Regions from separate parts of the Mus musculus genome. Here region 1 is linked to region 2. Evidence: chromatin contacts called from public Micro-C data. All regions are on one chromosome and are shown on one strand. Each heading gives the region's core, a stretch centred on a gene start, on an enhancer-like site or on the middle of the called end of the contact. The rest is flanking DNA. Distances are from core to core; before and after follow the strand shown.

What was found. A called contact is a pair of places that touch in the nucleus more often than the background predicts.
Region 1: a Micro-C map of embryonic stem cells shows a contact between it and region 2, with 2.0 times the contacts expected there. The contact joins the promoter of Sncg here to the promoter of Zfp488 in region 2. A contact is called at or near these places in 2 of 39 promoter capture datasets (hippocampal neurons and stem cell-derived epiblast-like cells) and 2 of 484 Hi-C or Micro-C datasets (embryonic stem cells and nephron progenitors).

Annotation. Positions count from the first base shown.
Region 1 is chr14:34,371,583-34,377,030 of GRCm38.p6, forward strand. It overlaps Sncg (synuclein, gamma), which reads right to left and starts at 3,087. Exons shown (of 5, transcript NM_011430.3): 1 at 2,878-3,087; 2 at 2,089-2,130; 3 at 1,674-1,801. The coding sequence starts at 2,998. It overlaps Mmrn2 (multimerin 2), which reads left to right and starts at 3,922. Exons shown (of 7, transcript NM_153127.3): 1 at 3,922-4,196. The coding sequence starts at 4,033.
Region 2 is chr14:33,974,756-33,980,127 of GRCm38.p6, forward strand. It overlaps Zfp488 (zinc finger protein 488), which reads right to left and starts at 4,009. Exons shown (of 2, transcript NM_001013777.2): 1 at 3,955-4,009.

The DNA.
Region 1 (5,448 bases), core at 1,837-4,336, 400 kb after region 2:
GCCTGAACTTGCTCCCAGGATCCTTCTTGCCAGTGGCTTGGGAGTAAGCTTCCTGGGATGACTGCTGTGCTGGGAACAGTGGTAATGATGATGACAGGTGCTGTCTTAATTAGGGTTTTACTGCTGTGAACAGACACCATGACCAAGGCACTTCTTATAAGGACAGCATTTAATTGGGGCTGGCTTAATGGTTCAAAGGTTCAATCCATTAGCATCAAGGTGGGAGCATGGCAGCATCCAGGCAGGCATGGAGCAGGAGGAACTGAGAGTTCTACGTCTTCATTTGAAGGCCACGCTAGGAGAAGGCTTCCAGGCAGCTAGGGCAAAGGTCTTAAAGCCCAGGCCTACAAGGCCACACCCACTCCAACAAGGCCACACCCACTCCAACAAGGCCACACCCCCTAATAGTGCAGCTCCTTGGGCCAAGCATAAACAGACCATCACAGGCACTAACCATGTGCCTGGCAGAATTGCATCCTAGTATCACTTCTCTGCCTCCTCCCAAAGCCCTAAGGTGTAGCATTTCAGATGAGGAAATGGGTATAATCCAGAGAGGATCTTCTCAAAGTCACACAGCCTGCAGAGGTGCACCTACACACTCCAGTGACAGGAGACCCTGTGCTGGCCCTGGAAGCAGGTGTTTGGGGTGAGTGACCCCTCCCCTTTCTCCTGCTCCTTACAGTAGTCTTCTGTGGCATTGGCTGTGTGGGAAGCCTAGGGCTGCACCATTGGGGTTGCCTGCTGTAGTGTGTGTGGCTGACCATAACAGGTCTTTGGAATTAGCTTCCTTCCCAACCTCCATTCTGGAATCCCCATTCATGCACAGTCCATACTCAGTCTTTCAAGGGTGTAGCTCAGAAACTGGCCACTCACGGAACCTACGTGCTGGCAGAGACCAGCCATGTGACCGTGGTGCATCATATCACCTAATCTCTCTAGGCCCTTCCTTCCATATCTGGTTTGGTGGAATTTGGGGCCCCATTAAATAGGTTAGTAAGTGTAAAAGACTTAAAGCAGAGCTTACTCTTTGGCAAGTGCGGAGACAGCTCCTACTTCTGGCATCTATCCCCAGAGAGCCTGATGCCCCTGTTTTATCCACTGCCTGCCACATGCGTACATACACATGCGCATCCATTCACACATGCATTCCACGCATATGCGTTCACACACATCTCTACCCTACCAATAATGCACATACAACCCACATGTTCACACAAAGACCTCAGCAGAGGGTGGAGTCGGAGCCCTGCCACTTGCCCACCACAAGTGGGCAGTGTTGCCATTACTGCTTCCTTGGGAGGTGGAAGCTAGACCCTGGGATGAGGGAGGGTTGGATAAAAGATAAAAGGTAGCTCTGGTGGTGGCTTTCAGCTTTAGCCTGTCACCATACACTGCCCTTGTGATATGTATTTCCTGCATGCCAAGGGGATGGGGCTGGCCATGGTCTGCATGTCGCTTTCCTTGTGCATAAAATGAATCCCAAGTCCCCACTCTTGGAGTGTGATGGGGATTCCTGATATGAACAGGTACAGAGATACCAAGTCGCCCCAGCACACAGTGGGTACTGTCTGTAAAGTTAAGCAGTGTCTAGTGCTATTTACCCGTGTGTTCACGAGGGCAGAATTGCCTCCTATTGCTGGGGAGCCTAGAAAAAGGACATGAACCAGGCTTACCTTGCGCACCACCCCGGTGGTGACCACGATGTTTTCAGCCTCCTCCACGGTCTTGTTGGCCACTGTGTTGACGCTGCTGACCACAGCTTCACTCACGGCATTGGCCTGCTCCTTGGTCTTCTCAGCCACTGCAGAGGATTCTGGTTGGACTCAGCCCTGGCCCCCTCCACTGCTGCCTACCCAAGCTGAGGAGAGCAACCCCTTCCCAGAGCCCAGATGCCTGATGCCTGACTTCTAGTTACTTCGATCCCTTTGTCTGACTCTAGGGCAGAACAATGTGATGGTCTATCTTCAGGGCATGTAGTGGTTTGGGTCACCAAGGGCTTAGGGCTCCAGTTGGTACAAAGAGGACTTCAGGTATGGACCCTGGATATAGGGCAGGATTTGTGGGGTCCCCAGTTCTGGGTCATCTTACCTGAGGTGACACTTTGTACCACGTTCTCCTTGGTTTTGGTGCCTATTGGAGGAAGAGGTGTACAAGCGGTCAGGGCAAACAGCTGGACACAATGTGGGGGCCAGGAGGGGATGAGGATGGCGTCTGGGGACAGTAGCCCCTTCAAAAGGCCATTTCCTGCTGTGTCTGAAGGACAGAGGACAGACGGGAAGGAGACAGGACAGGAAGAGGGGACAAAATAGACCAGGCCTGAGGTACTGTTACTGGTAGGGCTATGGCCCTTGCATGGGCGTGGCCCCGGCCTCAGAAGCAGCAGCTGAACAGGGCAGAGAAAGCTGAGTCACAGGATTAGCCACCCCTGTCCCCTCTTTAGAAAGAGCCCAGAATGCTGGGGGTGGGTTGAACACTAAATGGGACCCATTTTCACAGACTACCCTTCCCCTCTAAGCCAGGAGTGGCCTGGCTCAGATGCAGCAACTCCCATTGGAGAAAGCGGGGTCCACCTGAGCAGATCATTACCTCAGGGTCTCCAGGTTAGGAGACTCCAGGCATGTGTGTGCATGCTTTTGAGTGCCCACACGTAGGTGTGGCACTCCGGTCCTGTCCCACTCAGAGTCCCTTCCCCCAGAGTATCAAAGACAATTAGATACTACCATATTCTCCAGGGTGTGCGACCCTGCCTCAACAATCAGAATTTCATCTCAAAACGCTTTCTAGAAGCTGGGGGAATCTGCAGAGGGAGGCATCTGCCCTCCATTAGGGACCCCTCCACCCTGCCCCGCCCCGCCCCGCCCCACCTACCACACTCACCCACATACATAACCCCCTCCTTGGTCTTCTCAGCTGCCTCCGTTACTCCCTGCTTGGTCTTTTCTACAGCACCCACAACACCTTCCTTGGCAATGGAGAAGCCTTTCTTGAAGACGTCCATGGTGTTTGCAAGGATGGAACCTGGCTGCTGCAAGCTATGGACTGGAGTGCTGCCGCAGCCGCTGTCTCTGCTGCTACTGCCTCTTATTGACGCAGATGAAATATTGATGCTGTGGCTGCTGGCTGGAGCCCAGCCAGCCCGGGCCAGGGTGGGGGCAGGGAGGGCGGGCCAGAGAGAAGGCATGCCTCACGGGGATACCAGCGAGCAGGGCCCGGGCCCCTACTGGCTCTATTCTGCCCTGCTGACTCTTGTTGGCCCTGGGGGAGGGAGAGCGTGTTGGAGGCTGGACATATCCTAATCTATCATTACACCTCATTCATCCTTGGAAAGCCCTGGTGGTCTCGTGCCCTGGCTCTTATATGCAGAAGAAAAGTGCCTTGACTGATGATGCCTCAGTGTCCCAGGCTGGGCCGGGGTCAGGGCCAATCCAATGAATGGCCAACCTGCAGGCTGCCCTGTTATCCAGTTCCCCACTGTATCCTGGATGCTCTTGAGCCTGGAGCTCTAGCCAAACCTGTTGGAAGGCTGAGGCCAGAAACACCCAAAGCTGCTCCCCATGCCCTAGACTGGGCTGCCCGCTGTGTGATTCTAGCATAGTCCCTTTCCTTCTCTGAGTTCCCACCCACCTGCTAGTTCCCATAGCCCAAGGTGCCGAGCAGGTGTGATGTGCCCGTTCCCCACTTCCTGGCCAACAGTATGGGTGGCACCAGATCTCCTCCAGGCCCACGACAGAGTCCTGGAGAAATAAGTTTAATGGGGCCACCTTTATGTGTCTACCAAATCCCGTGTCCCTGATTCAAGTGCCCTCAGGACACAGGAATTGACCTGAGTGGTTGGAGGCCTCCAAGGGGGCCAGGCTGGAAGGGGCGGGGGCGGGGGCGGATGAGACTTGCCGGGTGGGCCGGACCAGGCCACTTCCTCCCTTTGTTGTCCTCGTGTTTTCTTTTCTTTCTGACATTTCGCTTGAAGACCACATCACCAGCAAATTTGAGAGTCACTTGTAAGGCTGAGCATCAGCACAGGAGCCCCTCACCATGATCCCGACACTGCTGCTGGGCTTTGGGGTGTACCTGAGCTGGGGACTGCTAGGGTCCTGGGCACAGGACCCCGGTACCAAGTTCTCCCATCTCAATAGGCCCGGCATGCCTGAAGGCTGGAGACTAGGGGCTGAGGATACCAGCAGAGACCCCATCAGACGGTAAGGAAATCCTGCCCTTGTCGGAGATCGGGAGATGATGTCTGAGCCCCAGATACACATCTGAGGAATGGGCTGATGTGTGGCTATCTCTATAGCTAAGGGATGCTAGTTTCCTGGATCTGGTACTCCAGGCCCCAGGCTGGGGATGGCAGGGTGATTCCTGCTTGACCTATAGCAGGGGCTTTGGGTGGGGCTGCAACAGGTAACACAGCTCCCACTAGTGGCATGGGACTCAGAGGGTTGGGTGTTCTAGATGATTCCAGGTGATGGGGCTATCGCTCCTGCTCTTCAAAGGAGCTCAGCTCTGAAACCTGAGCCTCTGTAAGGCTGGCCCAGCCTAAGCCCTAGGGGACAGCAGCTCACAGGGAAGGCATTTGGATCTAAGTGCCCAGAGTACCAGGCCAGGATTACTAAACAGAGCAAGGGTTCCTCAGTCCCCAGAGCTCATGGAGGCAGGGAATCCTAGAGCAATTTCACGAAGCCTCCTGCACGGACAGGGTGCAGTGAGACCCCAGGCAAGGTTTTCCGACATCGCCTTTATGCTTAGAGGTGCCAGGACTCTAGGTCTGTCCCTCAGGGTTTGGAGTCTCATGTCTCGACATGTTCAAGGTGGCACGCAGATGCCACTTCCTGGGATAGCCTCTGGGGCTCCACTTTTCAGGTATTCTCCCCATTCCTCTCCCCTAGCAGCCTGATTCACAGTGGCGGGGCCTGAGGCTCACAGTGCTTGAGTCATCTACCCTGGGTCACAGGCACAGAGAGCTGGACCCTTGCTTTCATACCTAACTCTCAGAGTGGAAACTGTCGGATCTGTAGGGTAAACGGCCAACATCCCCCTCCTACCCCTACCACCCCCCCGCCCCAGCCTCCCCACTACATAGAAAAGGGACTGTAACAGAATTCCCAGACAAATCCCCTGGACCAGGTTTCTGTCTGCTTCTGACTCTTTTAGGGGAATAGCTGTTGGGAGCTTTCTGGAAAGCAGGCCTGGCCATGGAGAGGCTGCCTCGTGAGAGGACATATGTGCTGTTTCGTGAAGAAGGGGTGGGTCTGGTGGTGTAGGGAGAAAGGGGTGTCCTGTTCATCCCTAGTTTTACCACAGGCTCACAAACACAAGGCGACTGTTCACGGAGGCAGTCAGTCCTACCATCTACCTCTGACTTCAGGACCAGGGACCAACCCTCTCTCTTCCCTAGAGCCACCAGGAGCAGGTCCCAGTCTCCAAAGGAAAGATGGAGGAGCTTGAGGGGCC
Region 2 (5,372 bases), core at 2,759-5,258:
CCACATCCCAGACACAGACATCTGACCTCACACGGTGCTTGGCACTTCTCCCTTCTCACCTGCACCTCCACCACCCTGCACACCTGTGAGTCACCCTCTGCCCAGCTGTTATCTGGGCACAGTGGAGCTGTCCCTCCCCCCCTCCTCCCACAGACACCAGCTGCCCTAGGCAGTGATGAATCTATGCATTCCTTGTTCCTTGCTCTGAACCTACTATGAAAAGGCTCTTTGTCATCCTCGGCTGTCCTCAATGGCTTCAGTTCATCCTGGCCTCTCTTTCCTGACCTTCTATGGGTCCTCGTCGCCCATCATTGTGTGTGTTCCACTAAAGGGCTTTTCTTGTCATCCTTGTTTCTTTTCACTGTGGTGTCCACAAGACAGCCTCTGAATTGTACAAACATGGTTCATAACCACTCCATGTTCTTCTATCTGGGAAAAAAAAAAGATAGAACTCCAACGCCCCCCCCCCCCCACTATTCTTCCATATCTCAGATTATATGATGATTCTGTGCTCCTGAGTGCTTCCTGACACCAGGATCTCCAAATCAGCAGGCTAGAAGTCTTACCATGGCCAATCTTTTTGCCACTGGAGCTACCAACCAGGGTGCTGCTATCGATCACCACTGCAAGGGCTACATTCTGAGAGATTTTTCTCCAGGCTGATTACATATTCTTGAGTACAAACCACCTGCTTGTTATTCCAGTGTCTGAGGCTCTGGCTACATCACCCATGTAATCTTGCTGCCGGTGCCTTTGCCAGTTGTCCCAGCTTCTGTGGAGTCTCACATTCATGTCATCAAAGTGAAGTGCACCGGCTAGAGGGACAGAAGTCCTGGATTCCAACATTCTCTGCCATTACCCACACTGGGACCTCCATTTTCCCATCTGCAAAAGGGAACATTTGGGTACCCCATCTCACTGGGTTGTCATAAATATGAGTTAGATCGATATCTCTAAAGTGCCAAGGAACCCGACTTGGCACCCCGTTTGTAGACAAGTTGTTGTTGTTCTCATTACAAGGGTACAGAGTCACCTCACGGTCCCCTTTGCATTTCTTGAGAACTCTCAGGAAGTAGCACACAGCCTGCTAAATGAATGAGCAAATAGCCAGGGCATTTCTTTCCCTTTTGTTCCATTTACAGACAATAGGATTCTCGGTAAACAAACGGACGCCTCTGGATTCTGAAAGCCCAACACCATACCAACTTTCATGAATCTGAGCTGCAATTCATAAACTAGTTCTGCTCAGAGACACCGTGGACCCTGCTAGATTGGTCTTCTGTTTGTCCTTCTCTCCTCAAGTTAAAACAAAACGAAGCATAAACAAACAAACAAACAAACACTGTGCATCCCGCCTTTCGGTGTCGCTGGAGTCTTACCCGATTCTTTTGGGAGATGCCAAAATATAATCACACACTAGCATTTTTGTATAAGGATGGCAAGCACCTGTGTTTTCCTGTGGGACTTGCACATGTTTCTAGGTATCTCCTAGCTCTGGGATATTGGAAACAATGAAAATTGTTTCTCTGAGCTTTCCAGGTTTTCATGGAGAAGCAGAGATGAGGGCTTCCAAGTCACTCCTAGAGGTTTCCACGTCCAGCTAAGGCGTTCTAGAACTTAGTGCTAACCCAGCTTGGCCATGTGGAGCCACATAGAGGTAGATGACATCATCACCCCTCCGACCCCAGGAATCTGCAAAAACAGAGCCAGTGTCACAGAGGACAAAAAAAAAAGTGATTTCTAGAGGCTCTCATGGGTGCATTCAGAGTTAGCCATGGCCAAGGGTGCCCGGGACACTAGAGCAAGGAGAAGTACTCAGCAAGGAGAAGTACTCTGATAAACATTATCAACTGGCCAACAAGTCGTGCAATCTGGAGTGATGCTTCAGCTAGAATGTGTGAGATTGACTTAGCTCCAAGGGTTCAGATTCCAAGATATAGTTTGAGTTGCAGTCTCAGCCTAGCCACTCACTACATGCATGACCCAGGACAAGCATTCAGGATGTTAATTCCCTCATAAATAAAACTGGAATAGTGATCTTCACTTAAGGATGTTTCTAACTGGACTAAACAGGGGTCTGTGTAAGATCTCAATAAAGGAAACTCTTGTTCCTGGTACTGTTAGAAAGAAAAAGCAGATGCCCTACCCTAGCCAGGGTTACAGTCACAGGATAAAATACACGGCTTATCTACCAGGCTGTTCAACAAGAGCCTTTTATATTCAAATAGTAACACCGTCTAAAAAGAGAATGGCAGTGACACTTTTATGCAGACACACACACTACATAATGAAGGAAAATGAAATTTAAAACATTGAAAATCAAGACTTTTCTTTGTATCCTTTTTAATGGCTTATCTGTTTTAAATATACTTTGCTAAGTCCTGGATTTCTGAAAAAGAAATCTGCTAAAAAAAAAAAAAAAGCTAACATGTCATTCCAAATCAGCTGAAAAGTGCCCCCCTTGCCATCTCCACTCCCAGTTCTGACTCCCCAGAGTCAGTGGTTGGATGACTTACAAGACAATTGAACTCTCCAATGCAGAACACGGACTCCCAAGTCAAAGCTTCCAGTACATGCTTATCAATTATCGATAATCCTTCAGTATAGCATCAAAAGCTCTTCTACTGACCACACCACAACCCTCACCGACCTAATTCCACTTCTGCTCATCAGTTTTGTGTGGCTTGCTTAAGGCCAAGCTTCCTTTTCTGCATCAATAAAAAGTTAAACTGGCTGAATTCTCATAAAATGACACAATAAACTACAAGGTCAATTTAAACTGTTTCTAAAAAGTCAAGGCTGCAAACTTGAATTGGTAATTAACACCCTTGAAAACAAGCAATCTGGTGTATGCTTTGTATGTTCTTTTGAACATAAAGACATATCATAAATATCATTAAACATGGAATTGTATCTTTGCCAAGACTAAATATTTAACAAAGCATCAAAAATTGCTCCTGTCTACATGTTGACTTGGCTCCCTGGCAATTTAAGCAGACTGGCTTTCCTAGATTTCTTCTCCTTTTAAAAATGTATCTAAGGTAATCTTTGAGAGTGACATGAAATATTTTCACAATTATCCTTCTACATAATAGACAAAAACATACACAGTCCTGGGCTCCCATTGTCTTCCTACAACCCAGCCCTGAACACCACCCCCTCTACGCCCCAGAACCTGACAGGCACAGCTTGCCCGGAAGGCACGCATGGTTGGAGCTGTCCCCTAAATGCTGCTGCAAGGACCGGCTCTCCTGGTGTGCTGTCTGTGCCTATTAGGGGAGAAAATGATGTCAAGAAAGGAACACACTATCCTATCAAAACCAGGCGTTTTCTTTCTGCTAACCCCGAAAACTCAGAGATACACAGTTTGATCGTTTATGGCTTTTCCCATAACAGGCATTGCGTTACATTTCCAGATGTTTGTGAATATCTACTGGAGAACACATCTGAGATTGGGTTGTGGTTCTTACTAGTCAGCACAAACCCTGTTGAGAATAATAGAGAATAATAGGATGCATGCATGGAGATATGAAATCAAGAAATACAGCACACACACAGCCTAGGAGGAAGAAAAAAAAAACAGAATTGTGTGCGGTGTGAGAGGGGGCACAACAGGAAGGAAAAGGGAAGATTTTTCCTTAAGGAAAGAAAGCAGGACTGCAAGGAGTCGCCCATAAAAATTAAACCTACAAGGAAATAAAAGGTGAGGGAGAGAGACAGAGGAAGAGACAAGATGAAAAAGACAGAAGATGAGTCCCAGATAGTGAACTGGAGAAAAGATATAGGAGCTGGAGACAGAGGGGAGGGAAATCCGGCCCTGCAACGCTACAGCTACAGCGGGACTTCAGAATTCTTTCCCGGGAAGAGGCCAAGGGAAGGAGAGGCATTCTGCTGTCCTCTCCCGGTGAGTCTGTCCGGTGAGTCTGTCCCGTAGGACCGCGGGGCGCATCTCACCTGGGCTCTCTCGCAGCATCAGCAAGGCAGGTTGAGTGTACCAGCTGCGGGTCCTTCAGCGTGCGTGTTGTTGAACTTGGCTGCGGAGCCCGCGGGATTCCAGGCCCCGCCTCGAGGGCGGGACCTTCAAGCCCGTAGAGGGTCCTCACCCCTGGCTCCTCCGGGCGGAGGCACCAGAGACCATAGACTGTAGCAACTTTGCAGAAATCAGAGCTCACTCCGCAGACCCCCTCCCTCCTCGACTCTGGCTTCGGAGCTTGACAGACAGCCAGGAGCTCCAGTCTCAGTCAGTACTGCTGTGTTTAGAGGCGATTCTGTCACCTCTAAGCGGTTGCACAGTGCACTCCAACCTCTAGGGTCTTGAACCCTCCCGGCCAAAGTGAGAGCAGCGATGAAGGCTTGGTGGCACACGAGAAGTTCCTGCTTGAAATGGCCAAGAACCCCTGTCTGCTCTCAACTCATTTTCCTCTAACCGCTAGAATAGCCGCCTGCGCAGCGGCTCTTGGCCTTCACTGAAGCACCCATTGTCTCCCCACCTTTCCAAGTCTCCCCACCTTTCCAAGTCTCCCCACCTTTCCAAGTCGTGGGTGGCAGAGAGGCCCTGGGCTGCCAACAATCTCCAAGGGTCTTTTAGGTAACTTTCCTGAAAGAAAGGGTGAAATGAGGCAGGAAGGGTCCCTTTGAATCAGGTGGCTGAGAATGGATATCCATAAGGCCATGTCCTGCAGGACCAGGAGTTTCCACTGTTGTGAGTTTCGGGGATGAGGATCGGGGTGGTGCTTGGTGTGGTTGCAGGACTCCTTTGTGGGTCCTGATGTTTAAACCTGGGTTGCTAAACAGCTTGACATGGTTGGCAAAGGAAAACCCACCCAAGTCCCCAGTTCCTTCTCTCAGTCATTCACTTACACAATTGTTCCCAGGTCAAAAGGGATTCTGAGTATGCACGGAGGTAAACAGAGGACTCTTCGGAGCCTTTACCCAGGTTGGGGATCCCTTACCAAAGTGAATGGGCGGTGGGTAATGCTGGACCTGGATATCCCTTGGAATCATGTGTCTTAGTCAGTGTTCTAGTGTTGTGAAGAGGCACCATGGTTGTGGTCTCTCTCATCAGGAGTACAATCTGTCTTGGTGCAGACCTGGATAGGCTGTGTTGACCCTTGGGCCCTTCCTGACTGTCAAGGGAGAGAATGAGGACTAGATCTGAAAGAGGGGCCTGGATTCCTCCTGCCACTGCAGAGGCACAACCAGCAGAAGGTTAAGAAAGTCCTGGCTGGCCTTCAAGCACCTCCACCAGCATCCTCAAAACATCCTGGGCTCTCAGGTCTGGCTTCTTCTGGTATGCTTGGTTCACTGTGTCTTATCCTTCTCCTTGGAAGCGATGGTTCTAGGCTTGAGCTCTCAAGCCAGACCAACAATCT